Linked DNA regions of Sus scrofa: regions 1 and 2 are each linked to region 3. Evidence: chromatin contacts called from public HiChIP or PLAC-seq data. All regions are on one chromosome and are shown on one strand. The core of a region is the stretch at or near the end of the contact, and the rest is flanking DNA. Distances in the headings are between cores, read along the strand shown.

Region 1 (3,944 bases), core at 1,141-3,640, 180 kb after region 3:
CCCTTCAAGTATCTTGACAAATGTCCTCTGAAGCCTGTCCAAATTCGGCTGCCCTTTCTCAACCGAAGCTCCTGAAATTAAACACATGACCCCAGCAGGGTCTGATGTTATCAGAGCATAAATAGAAGAGTGCTCTAGTGTCCGTACATTCTAGGTACCCATTCCAGCTCCACGCTGGCTCCAGGGGGGTTATTTCAGCCGATGACCTCTGGTCTATTTCAGTCATGCTGGAACATAGTTTCCTGTCTCATGTGTCTCAGGTCTGGTTTTCCTCCCCAAGGGTAGTGATGCTCTTATTGAGTTCACGCTGCAAAGGGTAAAACCTCGGGTTCAAACCATCTTTCTTTTTGGAAACACAAAGCACCTTTCAAGAACATGAGCTTTGGCATTCCCATCATGGCACAGTGGGAACGAATCTGACTAGGAACCATGAGGTTGCAGGTTCGATCCCTGGCCTCGCTCAGTGCGTTAAGGATCCGACGTTGCCGTGAGCTGGGGTGTAGATCGCAGATGAGGCTCGGATCCCACATTGTTGTGGCTGTGGTGTAGGCCAGCAGCTACAGTTCTGATTGGACCCCTAGCCTGAGAACCTCCATATGCTATGGGTGTGGCCCTAAAAGGAAAAAAACAAAACAAAACAAAACACCACCCTCCCAGATGCTTCTGGAGGGGAGGGGAGAGGAGGCTACCAAATTCCAAGTTTGTGGAAAGACAGATTAAAGTCTAACGTTTAATTGATTTAGCCTGAATCACCTCTGAAGACAGATGAAAATTATTCTGGAAGGCAGAGAGGTGACTTTATCTGTAGTCAACACTGAGCCAGTTAGCTCAGACTTAGGGTGCCCTTCCCCACCTGGCCCACAATTACCAGCAAATGCCTCCTTCTTTTTTTTCTTTTTGGCCACATCCAAAGTCTGTGGAAGTTCCTGGACCAGGGATTGAGCCCAGGGCACAGCAGGGATCCAAGCCGCTGGAGTGACAATGCCAGATCCTTAACCCACTGCCCCACAAGAGAACTCTCAAAAGCCCCCTTCTTTCCTGCTGCAACCATTCTCCCATATTCATTGTTCACATGCTTTCAACTCCATGGCAGATAAGATACAAGACAAATTCAAGATGCTTAAGCCTTACTCTTGCAGGAGTTTTTAAGTCAGCAATTTGTTTTCTTTTGTGCTGCACCTGTGGCATATGGGATTCCCAGGCTAGGAGTCAAATGGAGCTGGCCTCCTGGCCTATGCCACAGCCACGGCAATGCCAAATCTGAGCCATATCTGTGACCTAAGCCACAGCCTGCAGCCATGCTGGATCCTTAACCTACTGAGGGAGGCCAGGGATGGAACCTGCATCCTCACAGACATTACATGGGGTCTTTAGCCCACCGAGCCACAGTGGGAACTCCGAAGTCAACAATTTTTAAATCATTGGAGGGTCTGTTTATTTTCTAAATCCTACCATGCCACATTCCTATAAGGCCTTTTCAGGTGGGGTTAGAGTAAGCTGCCACCTCACTGCGCTCGCTAAGCATTTTGTACCTGGTCACTGCCTAGATCCCATTGTCTTGTGCCTCCTTACTGTCTCACCTGCTCCTTTCCACTCCAGGCTCCAGGCTGGGCGCTCCAAAGCCTGCAGGACGTGCATATGGGGATGGACCATGCCTGCTTGTGCAATGGACAGCACCCCAAGAAAGCCCCATCTATAGGCCCTGCCCTCCCACCCTGAGTGCCTCAACTCTGCTTTCCTGGGTGCATCCAGGGAAACAGAAAAATCACTTCCCCTGTGTAGCTTTGGGATCTGCTGAGGATTCAGCTTCATCCTCGAGTCCATGAATTGACGGTCAAGCCTGGCAGGGAGTACCTGTCTCAGACATTTGGGGCTGATGTCTGTCCCCGCTGTCTCAGGTCAAAGGGATAAGCAACTGTAACCCGAGTGGAGCAGGGAGTAAGCAGGCATTGAGCTGACTCTGAGGACTGGACGATTTCGGCCCCTAGCAAACCGCCGTGGAGAAAGGATGCGTTCAGATGGTGCTCACTAGTAAGCTTGATGACACTCTCTCATGACCTCCCTAGAAACCTCCCAGGAAGGCTCCTGTTTGCCGCTGCAGGTTCTCTGGCCTCGTGAAGGCTGAGACTAGGCTGCTGAGGACGTAGCACATTCTAAACCCTGAGCTCTCTTGGGATGGTGCCCAGAGCAAGGTTCTGGGAACACAAAATATTTCTGCAACCCCTGGGGTGAAGCTACTGATGGAAGCAGCCGGGGTGAAATCTCAGCAGGGGCTTGTGCTTCCCCAGCCTTCGCCCTCCTCCCTTCCAGCAGGGATGTAAGTAAAGCCAGTGGCCAGCCATCTGGAGGTCCTTAAAGGGACCGATGGTTGGGTTGTTATCACCAGCCAAGGCCATGACCCAGTGCTCAGAACTGCGGCCAATTCCCATGTGTCACTAAAATGATCCCACAACTAGCTAACACTCAACCAGCCAGGCCCTTCACATGAGTCATCTTATTTAAGACACCCTATGAAGTAAGTACTTTCATGTCTGAGTAACAAATGAGGAAGGTACATGGATATCCGAGCATCACAGAGTTTTGTGTAAATTTCAGAATTGGGAATTCTAACCCAGCAGAGACCAGAGGGCCACAGGCCATTCTGGTTCTGTTTCATGGACAGTTGGCAAAGGAGCCTTGGAAGAATTAGATCCAAAGGAATCATAAGGCAGCAGGAAGGAAAATAGTGGGGAGTCAAGAGTTCACTTGGACAGAACCGGAAAGGTAACACGAATGCTTTATCCGACAGCCACCAGCTCCATAGGGTGACATGATTCCAGTGATGCTTCTTAAACAAAAAAACTGCCTCAAGGAGACCCATGGGTGGGCTGCTGAGCCCCATCAGGCTCTCCGGAAATCCGAGATGCATGTGCCTCCCGCCCGACACACACATGATGAAACAGACACACAGACACACCGTGAAACACAGTGCACCGACATCAAAGGCGTAGACAGCCTTCTGTTCCCTTCTGCTTTCTGGATTTCCGGCAGTCTGCAAAGTGTCCCAGACAGAAGAATTCAAAAGACTGAAACTGCAAAACTAGTCAGGGGCAAGACGCAGAGAGGAAGTTTCAAATGAGAAAACCTTTGCTTTTTTTCCTGGGAAGCACCTTAAGAGAAAAAAAAACACCTTTCTTTACAATCCATTTGAATTAAATCCAAAGCCAGTGAACAACTAGACCATACAAAACATTAAACACGAGGAAGGATTTTACCAGCCGCCAAGAGCTGCACACCCCACCTCCCCTCTGTGTCTTAGAATTGACCGCTCCCACCTTGGTCCCTACTGAAGTGCATAGATTCTTTTTTTTTGTCTTTTGTCTTTTTGTTGTTGTTGTTGTTGTTGTTGTTGTTGTTGCTATTTCTTGGGCCGCTCCCACGGCATATGGAGGTTCCCAGGCTAGGGGTTGAATCGGAGCTGTAGCCACCGGCCTACGCCAGAGCCACAGCAACGCAGGATCCGAGCCGCGTCTGCAACCTACACCACAGCTCACGGCAACGCCGGATCATCAACCCACTGAGCAAGGGCAGGGACTGAACCCGAAACCTCATGGTTCCTAGTCGGATTCATTAACCACTGCGCCGCGACGGGAACTCCCATAGATTCTTTTTAAATGATTCCTATGATACCTTTTTGCATGTTTTTTGTTTTTTGGGTTTTTTCAGGGCTGCGCCTTTGGCACATGGAGGTTCCCAGGCAAGGGGTGGAATCAGAGCCACAGCTGCTGGCCTACATCACAGCCACAGCAACAAAGGATCCGAGCCACATCTGTGACATATCTGAGCCACCGTGTGCCACAGCTCATGGCAACGTCGGATACCCCACCCACTGAGCGAGGCCAGGGATGGAACCCAAATCCTCGCAGATACTAGTTGGATTTATTCCTGCTGCACCACAATGGGAA
Region 2 (4,284 bases), core at 842-3,341, 210 kb after region 3:
AAACAAGCTGGCGTAGAAAAGTCTTCAGGATCTGACCCCTGTGGGCCTCATGAACTTTATCTTAGCACATCCTTCATGTCTTATCCCACAGTCCAGCCAGGCTGAATTGTTTTCGGGAACTCTGACTGCCCCCCACTCCTTCCTGCTCCCATGGCTTTGTTCAGGCTGCTCCTGTGTGGAATGTTCTCTTCAGTGAGAAGTACTGCCTGGCCCACAAAACCGCTTTAGTTCAAGAATTATCTATGACGTCTCTCCTATCTGCTCCCCTAAGAATAATCATTTCGAATTCAGTGCTCCCTCCAAAGCTGTTCCTTCTCTGGTATCACACATCCCACCCTGTGCTGTCTGGTTTCCCGGTCTGTCTTCCCCTCCAGGCTGAGGGTGAGGGCTGACGTCATGTTCGTCCCCGTGGTGTCTTCACTCATTTGTGTTGACAACGATGAGTTAACTGTGAGTTCTCTGTTAAACCCGGCCAGAGGAAATGCTAGAAAGATGCTGCAAGACTAGAGGAGGACGAAGGGACAGTCTCCTTCCTGTGTGCCACTTTCTGACTCCTCGTCTGCTTCCTACTCCTGGGAGGAGCATCCCAGCCCTCTTCCTCACGTTCCTGCAGCAGCAGCTGAGTCCCGTTTGCAATTTCTTCAACCCTCGCAGAACCAGCCTCGCGGTGTCCCCCAAGAGACACCAGCAGTGGGTCAGCACTCTCTCCTCAGAGGCGTAGGTCCTGGTCTCTACAGAGCCCAGCGCCTCCGTTTCTAAGTTTTAATAATTCCAACCTCTTTCCTTGCTGTCCATAGACATGAGAGCTGCTTCCGGCAGTGGCCACCTCTGTGATGCAGTCAAGTTGTCTTTACACTGTTTAGTGACCTAGTTGATAACATAGCTGGTTAACAATTCTTTTTATTAATCTATTAAAACTTTCTGACCTCATCCTGATGGATACAGTCACCGAACCAAAGAAATTCTTTAACATGAGAGTGTCTGATTCAGATTTCTTCCTGTAACAACGCTGCTGGGTTAAAACCCATTTTATAAATATGGCGCCATCACATCAACGCTTACCCCCAAAACATGTGTTGAATTTGTAATGTTTTTGCCCATCACTTACTTCGGTAACCCTTTTTTTTCTAGGTGTTAAATGCGACACCATTGATTCAGAGGACCCTGGCTAATTTATGCTGGTCACTTCCTGCAGGATCCAGATCAAACTCTTTGTGCCTGGCCCTACCTTGGACCAACCGTGCTCCTGCTTCTCATTCCAGTCCTGCTGTGACAGGGGCCACCATCTGGAGCATCTGACCACGTACTCTACCGGTTTGTCATTTGCCTGCGTTTTCTGCCCTTTTCTCCCCAGCCACCCCCCACCCCCAACTATGGACAGGAGTATTTCATGTATTCCTAGGAATCCCCCACTGCTCGGTAAGTGTTATACAAACAAACAAACGAAGGAATGAAGCGGAAAATCAGGCAAAGGCAAAACCCACTTGACCTATGTCACCAGGGTTTATTGAGTGGGAGGCCTTGAGCACAACAGCACTTGATAAATGTTACCGATCGATCTTTCACTGGTGCAATTTATGACCCAGTCTCTCATGACCCCTTCTGACTTCGCTATAATTTTGCTATGGTTATTGGATCTAAATCTCTTAGAGGAAACATTAAGTTCTCCTGATGGCGACAGAGGCAGTCATAGAAGGAGGAGCATGAATTTGGAATCAGAAAAACCTAGGTTTAAATGCTGATACGGCCACTCATGACCTGTATGACCTCAGATAAGTTACTTAACCTCTCAGAGTCTCCATAGCTTCACCTGTAAGTTGGAGTTAAAATAATAAGCACTTGCTATATGCCGGATATATTCTCAATGTCAAAACATACAAATTAATATATACCCTCACAATAACCTTCTGAGGTACATACTATTGTCACATCCAGTTTACAGACAAGAAGACCAGTCTCAGGTGAAACAGCTTGCCTATAATCACTAACTAGGAATTCTTAGGGTTCAGGTATAGACCCAGGTGGTCTAGACTCCAGAGCCCGGCTTCCCAACCACCTGCTCTGTTGCCTCTTTCTTTCGTGATTACTGGAATCTCATTCAATGAGCTAATAATATGTATTGAGGGTGTGGCCCATACTAAGGGCTACATAAATGACTCTATTCTGGCATCCAGGAAGGAAATTCAGAAAAAGTGTGGATTCAACAACTTAGGTTCAGATTAGATTTACCATTGAAATGACTGGGCTGGTACGAACAGTTATTTTTGTTTCGAGCAATTTGGCAAAAAAAAAATCTCTGCCTCAAATAGTAGCAGAACATTTTCCTGCCCTGCTCAGTGGTCAACTTGGTGGAAGGCATTTGGTTCTGCAATGTTTATTCCGTGTTGTGTTGCTAAGGAAAAGGTGATGCAGTCAGATAGAAAGGCATGAGATGAAAGCTGAGCCATGCAGAGGCGGCTTCCTGAGCAAGCCCTCCCTAAAATAGCACACACTCTCCTGTAGCCTGCTTACGTGTCTCCCAGCACCTAGCCTTACCTGGCGGAATATATTTATTTCTTTATGTGTTATCTGCCCTCCCACAAAAATAGAGGCTCCATAGGGCTAGAATGTTACCTGTGCAGTTCCCTGCTGCGTGATTTTTGCCTTAAACAGTGTCCTGCTGAGAGTGGATTTTCAGTAAGTCCTCATCGAATGAGCAGGGGACAGGGTCCAGTTTTCTAGTAAGCACAGTTTTCGTGTGTTATTTTCCATACCCATTTCGGATAGGAATTGAAGATACAATCTTAACATGTAACTAAGAGAAAGCCGGTCCAGACCCAGGGCAGAATCAGAGGCTGTATTTCCTCGAGTGCTTGAGCACAGGGTGTGGATTCAGATGGGGCAGCCAGACCAGAGCTCTCAGAGGAGGCCTCACTGGAGGGCAGACCAGAATGGAATATGGAAGTGGTGTTGCTGATACTACCATGATTAAGGGCCAGCTTGAGACACCCCTTTGAGAATTCAGTGCCAGGAAAAATGTTGTCTCTCCTGAAAATGCAGTGAAGACTAACTGACTGGGTGCTGTACTTTTTGCTTTGGCTGCTTGGAAGTTTGGAACTGAAGCTAATATTTAGTAATAGCAGTGATAGTGACCTTGGCTATGGTTTTAGAATCTCTTTCTGATCTATACATACATATTCGAGTCACAGACTTGGTCCATCACTTACCAACTGTATAACTTTGGGCAAGTTAATGAACTTTTCTGAGCCTTGCTTTCCTATATAAAATAAATATTAACCTAATTCACAGCTTTTATGAATTTGAAATGAGACAAGCCATGTACTGAGGAGCGTACATGGAAGGGATGCCATGAGTGTTAGCTGTCAGTACTAATGGCCAAATAAGATACCAAAACTATGCTCCAGATGTATCTTCCAATTCACAGAAAGAGCCACGTTAACTTTTCAGGTTAAAAGTTATATTTTAAAGAGCCACGTTAACTTTTCAGTTTAAAAGTTATATTTTCAGTATAAAAATGTTTACCAATCCTCCAAAAGTTTAAGGTGAACCATATGAAATAATCGATACTCAACTCTTTTTGACTAATTTCAATGGCAATAGCTCTTCATGGCTCAGTATTTCCAGTGTGGTACCGTTGGTCACTGCCCACCAGAGGCAAATTCCTTGGATTTCCTGTGTCCACTCCAAGCTCCTTCCTCTCAGCCAGCTTGTTCATTTACACCTGTTTATAATGTATGCCCTACTTACTCCCAGAAACAACCCAGGAAGGTTCCATTCCTGTAAGAACATGGCTGTCTGTGCAGTTCATTTGACAATTAATCACCCACTGCCTTATGACAAATCCTCTGTTGCCTTGAACTCTTATGCAAATATTGTACTGGACTTAGCTTTTACAGGCCAAACGCTATTATCAGGGATAGAGAACAACCAGGCCACCTCCGAAGCAGTGGGAAAGTTGTGGGGCACTGGCTTAAGTAGCTGCAAACAGGAGACTGGTGAAGAGGAGACACAAGAGCCACAGGCCAGTGAGCTGTCACCAGCATCCGGATGGACAATGGGCCCGAGGGAGAGAAAGGACTTGTTCTCCTCAAATTCAAGATGTGAAGAAGTAGGATCCACCAGGAGGCTCTTGAGCGAGACGGTGGGTGGAAGGGACCTCGACAACAAAGGAAATCTGAGGCGTGTGGTTGCTCCTCGCCTCTGTTAAGAAGAAATGAGAGGTGGGACCAAGCTGGCAGAGGAGTAAGACATGGTGTTCACCTTCTCCCACAAACACATCAAACA
Region 3 (3,928 bases), core at 931-3,430:
CCCTTTCCTCCTTTAATTAAAAAGGGAAAATCAAGACAAGGCAACATCTAAAAACTCCTTTCTTTTATTGAAGACAGAGCCAACATCTAAGCTTCACAAAGAAAAAAAATATATATATAAATAACTAATCAGTCTGTTTGCCCATCTGTTCTGCTTCGCTATAATGAGTGTTAATACAGCAGCCCACTGGGGGGAGAAGAAAGACAGCCGAAAAGTGATTTCTCATCTTGCCGCTTTGGTGTCCTTGGGCTCCTGTTAACACCATTTCACATTTCATTGTGCATGTTAAAGATAACACACAAAGAGATGTCACATGTGACATGAGGATACTCTGGAAAAGCCCAGGCTTCCTATCACCCAGCAACTGCTGGCAACTCAAGATCCTCATTCCTGGACCCACACTCACTTGGTGCCGTGACAACTGACAATATGCTATTAACAGCAAAGAAACAGGCATATTTGCTTCTGCTTTCTTGATGGGAAAAGTTTCACTTCCACAAACAATCACTGTACAGAGGTATCGCTCAGAAACATAACACTAAGTCCCATACAGGAAGATACAATTTCTGCTGGATTTCCGCAGTGAGGTGTGGCGATGGGGGGCAAGGAGAGCAGTGGAAAGAGCACCGGAGGGGCTGTGAGGATGCTGAGCTCCGGTCTCAGGGGTCACTCGCCTGCCTCAGTGCCAAAGCTGGGCTTCATCTCTCCGAGCCTCTCCCTTTGACTCTATGATCTACCTGAACATATGTTCAAGTGATGCTAAGGATGAAATTACCACTTATAACAAGGCCACTTCTGGGATTTCCCGTCATGGCGCAGCAGAAACGAATCTGACTAGTAAGCATGAAGATGTGGGTTCGATCCCTGGCCTCACTCAGTGGGTCAGGGATCCAGCGTTGCTGTGAGTTGTGGTGTAGGTCACAGACCCAGCTTGGATCCCACATTGCTGTGGCTGCGATGTGGGCTAGTGGCTACAGCTCTGATGTGACCCCTCACGTGGGAACTTCCATATGCTGTGGGTGTGGCCCTAAAAAGCAAAAAAAAAGGCCATTTCTCACCTAGACTCAATTTATTTATATACTTTGTTTCAACATTTACCGAATTAAGATATACCTGCAAATCTTTTTTCCAAAATATTTCAGGAAGCCCTATGAGGTCTAAAGATTATTACCTATTATGTTTTGGCCCAAGGGTGTTGATTTCAATCGTGTATCAAGTGAAAAAATGAACAAAGCTTAGCTCTCTTATGTCCTCTTCTCTATTCTGCCTTTAACAGACTAAAATAAATGTTTTTAATGTTTCTTACAGAGAGGGCTGAATTGAAAAAGTCTGTGGAATAACTGTTCTTCAGGATTTAAGAGTTTAGTGCCTTTACCCTGTAGCTGAAAACTCTCTTCCTTTATCACCTGTATGTGTTCACACAAGTTCATGCAAGGCTGACATTCTTTCTGGAAGGCAAGAGAGGAAAGTATCAGATCCTGATTAAAGCCGCCCACCCACACCAGGGTGAATCCATGCAGAAGAACTTCGCCCTTTCTAGAATTGCTCCTTCACGATCAAAGCCAGTGGCAGACATTCCTGGACTTTGAGTTCTCTTCTCCTCTTTCCACTCTCAAGACTCAGAATACCAAGGGCATATGAAGGAAGTTGCCAATCTTGTGTCAGTGGGGAACTTTCTGTACCAGGACACCCATGATTGGCATCTTCTGACAGCTGGCCTGCCAGTTCACCGTGTCACTTGTGACAGATCCACCTGATTTCCTTGGAATTATCAGTACCCTAATAGTAACAGCTGTTTTCCCTTTTTTTGGTTTTAAAAACCTAGGTAGATTATGAAATGCTTTGCCAAGTACTTATAAGTGCACGAGAATAGTCTTCTGTGCACACTCTGCTATGCCGGTGGCCTGGCATGACTTTCCAGGAGCATTGGGTGAAATCAGTTTGCCCAGTAGGCTCCCCTATGTGGCCCGGGAAAACAACGACAGAAGATAGATGGAAAGGAAAAAAGAAAAGTCAAGAAATGACTAGACTGTGTAAGTAGAATAAGGATGTATTACTAAAAAAAACGAACAAACAAAAGCGCAATTTGATTCTAATCTAAGCAGATAAGTTCACAATCCTTCCTCAATGGTCAGTGAAGGATATCCTGGCCATCTGTGTGTTGAAACGTATTGTGAAGCACAGACGGAATCCCCGCCCTTGAAGGGCTCGCATTCGGACGGGACTGACAGATCATAAATACACGAGTAGAATTCCAATGACACCCCGCCGGGAAAGGAAGTCTCAGAGATGTGCTTCAACGTCCTAGGATATTTCAAGCTAGTTCAATGAGTGCTTATCTCAGTTTTATTTTCTGCAACAAGACACGGAGAGACATCCAGCATCGTGTGCTACTCTTAGCAAACCCTTGGTTAGAGACGCTCACTTGGGGACAAGGACAGCAAGACGTGGCGCGTCCGTTTGGAGCTGTTGATCCTCTTTAACACCATCAACTACAACAGAACTGCAGCTGGATTAATCCCCTGGAAAGCTGAATGTTACCTGCCTGATGCTGAGGACAAGAGATGAAAGGCCATGGAGCTTTGTCTGACACACACCCTGGAAAAGCACAGGGGATGTTTTCATCACTGAATTACAAAGTCTCAACTCTTCCACAAGGAAAGAGTGTTTCACATTTCTGATTCAATTCAATCTCTAAACTTAATGTGGAAATGGCTTGCAGCTCAGTCTTAAACTAGTCACAACGGTAGAAAAAAAGAAGTAGGAACAACAGACATAAAAGACACGAATTACCTAAACTAACCATCAGGCACAAATGGGAGAATCGTTTAAAAACCAAAGAGCCTGCTGGTGGATTGTGGTGGTAACATGTGAGTATGCGTATGTTTCCTGCCCTCAGAATTATAAAAACTTGTAACAAAGTAATGTAGTAACACTAATAAGATCTGAAGGCTACAATCTTAAAAAGCATTTCTCTCTATATCTAAAAGCACATCCCTCTCTTTCCACAACAGACTCCTTCCCCCTTTAACCCCCTCCCTACTAAAATAAATAAACTCATCCATCAGAGGCTGCTGCAAGCTCCAGCCTAAGATCTCTCTCTCCCAGGGCTCTGCCTCAGGCCACAGGATCCCAGGTCTGAGGAGAAGTCAGCCGTGATCCAGTGACTGAGTAAACCCATCACTTTCCTGATGGGCAGAGGGTGGTTTACTGAAATGAGCATCCCTAAGGGAAAGCCTTGGCTATCTGAAATTCTGCCTGCTAGAACCTTCGAGTGCTATCCAGAACAGCTCAATTGCTGGCAGTGCCCTGAAAACACAGAGAAAGCAAAACATAAAACCTTTGTTGGTAAAGGACTTAGTCTCTTTTTTCTCTCATACACACACACACAATAAAAATTCTAGAGATACAAAGACTACATCCAGTGTTTTGTGATTTTTGTAAAGGAAAGGAGTTGCGTGGCTTTGGTCATTGTTATTTACTACACAGGGCCTTGCGCTCTCATTTACCAGATGGGATCAGACTGCATGAATTCTGAGCGGAGCAGATGAGACAATACAGGGAAAATGCTTAGCACAGCACCTCGCGATCTGTAAACTATCAGGACATGACAGCTATTGTCATCATCACCATCATCCTGACTGAGCGGGATGGTGAGAAACTTTACAAAGCAAGTGGCGGAGGTGAAAAAAGACTAGAAAGAAGAGGCAGACAGACAGGTGAGAGGTAAACTGTGTCAGCTTAGAGGTTCTTAGGAACTAAACCAAAAACAAGCAGGCAGATAGAACGCAGACAGAAAGCAAGAGGCATCAGCTGAAATAGCAGGAGAAACTGGAGCTCCCACTGCAGCTCGTGCACAGAGAGCTGGGGGCTGCAATGGCGTTTCCGCAGCGCTGCGGGGGCCGGGCCAGCTCCGTGGGGACACCCC

The links. HiChIP or PLAC-seq counts read pairs in DNA pulled down with a chosen protein or histone mark.
Region 1: an H3K27ac HiChIP or PLAC-seq map of skeletal muscle shows a contact between it and region 3. The contact joins two enhancer-like sites. A contact is called at or near these places in 2 of 47 Hi-C or Micro-C datasets (both in skeletal muscle) and 1 of 2 datasets of contacts at active chromatin or transcription factors (skeletal muscle).
Region 2: an H3K27ac HiChIP or PLAC-seq map of skeletal muscle shows a contact between it and region 3. The contact joins two enhancer-like sites. A contact is called at or near these places in 2 of 47 Hi-C or Micro-C datasets (psoas muscle and skeletal muscle) and 1 of 2 datasets of contacts at active chromatin or transcription factors (skeletal muscle).

What each region holds. Positions count from the first base shown.
Region 1 is chr9:125,512,042-125,515,985 of Sscrofa11.1, reverse strand. No RefSeq gene overlaps it. Among named protein-coding and RNA genes, the nearest start is that of C9H1orf21, 99 kb to the left of the region's middle. Within about 2 kb of position 2,390, at least 3 of the 83 cell types and tissues checked have an H3K27ac peak or open chromatin away from gene starts, as enhancers often do. A contact at or near this core is called in skeletal muscle, where this site is marked.
Region 2 is chr9:125,475,483-125,479,766 of Sscrofa11.1, reverse strand. It overlaps LOC110255527 (a long non-coding RNA gene), which reads left to right. Exons shown (of 2, transcript XR_002335969.1): 1 at 1-1,314. Among named protein-coding and RNA genes, the nearest start is that of C9H1orf21, 140 kb to the left of the region's middle. Within about 2 kb of position 2,091, at least 7 of the 83 cell types and tissues checked have an H3K27ac peak or open chromatin away from gene starts, as enhancers often do. A contact at or near this core is called in skeletal muscle, where this site is marked.
Region 3 is chr9:125,689,938-125,693,865 of Sscrofa11.1, reverse strand. All of the region lies in intron 1 of C9H1orf21, which reads right to left. Among named protein-coding and RNA genes, the nearest start is that of C9H1orf21, 79 kb to the right of the region's middle. Within about 2 kb of position 2,180, at least 9 of the 83 cell types and tissues checked have an H3K27ac peak or open chromatin away from gene starts, as enhancers often do. A contact at or near this core is called in skeletal muscle, where this site is marked.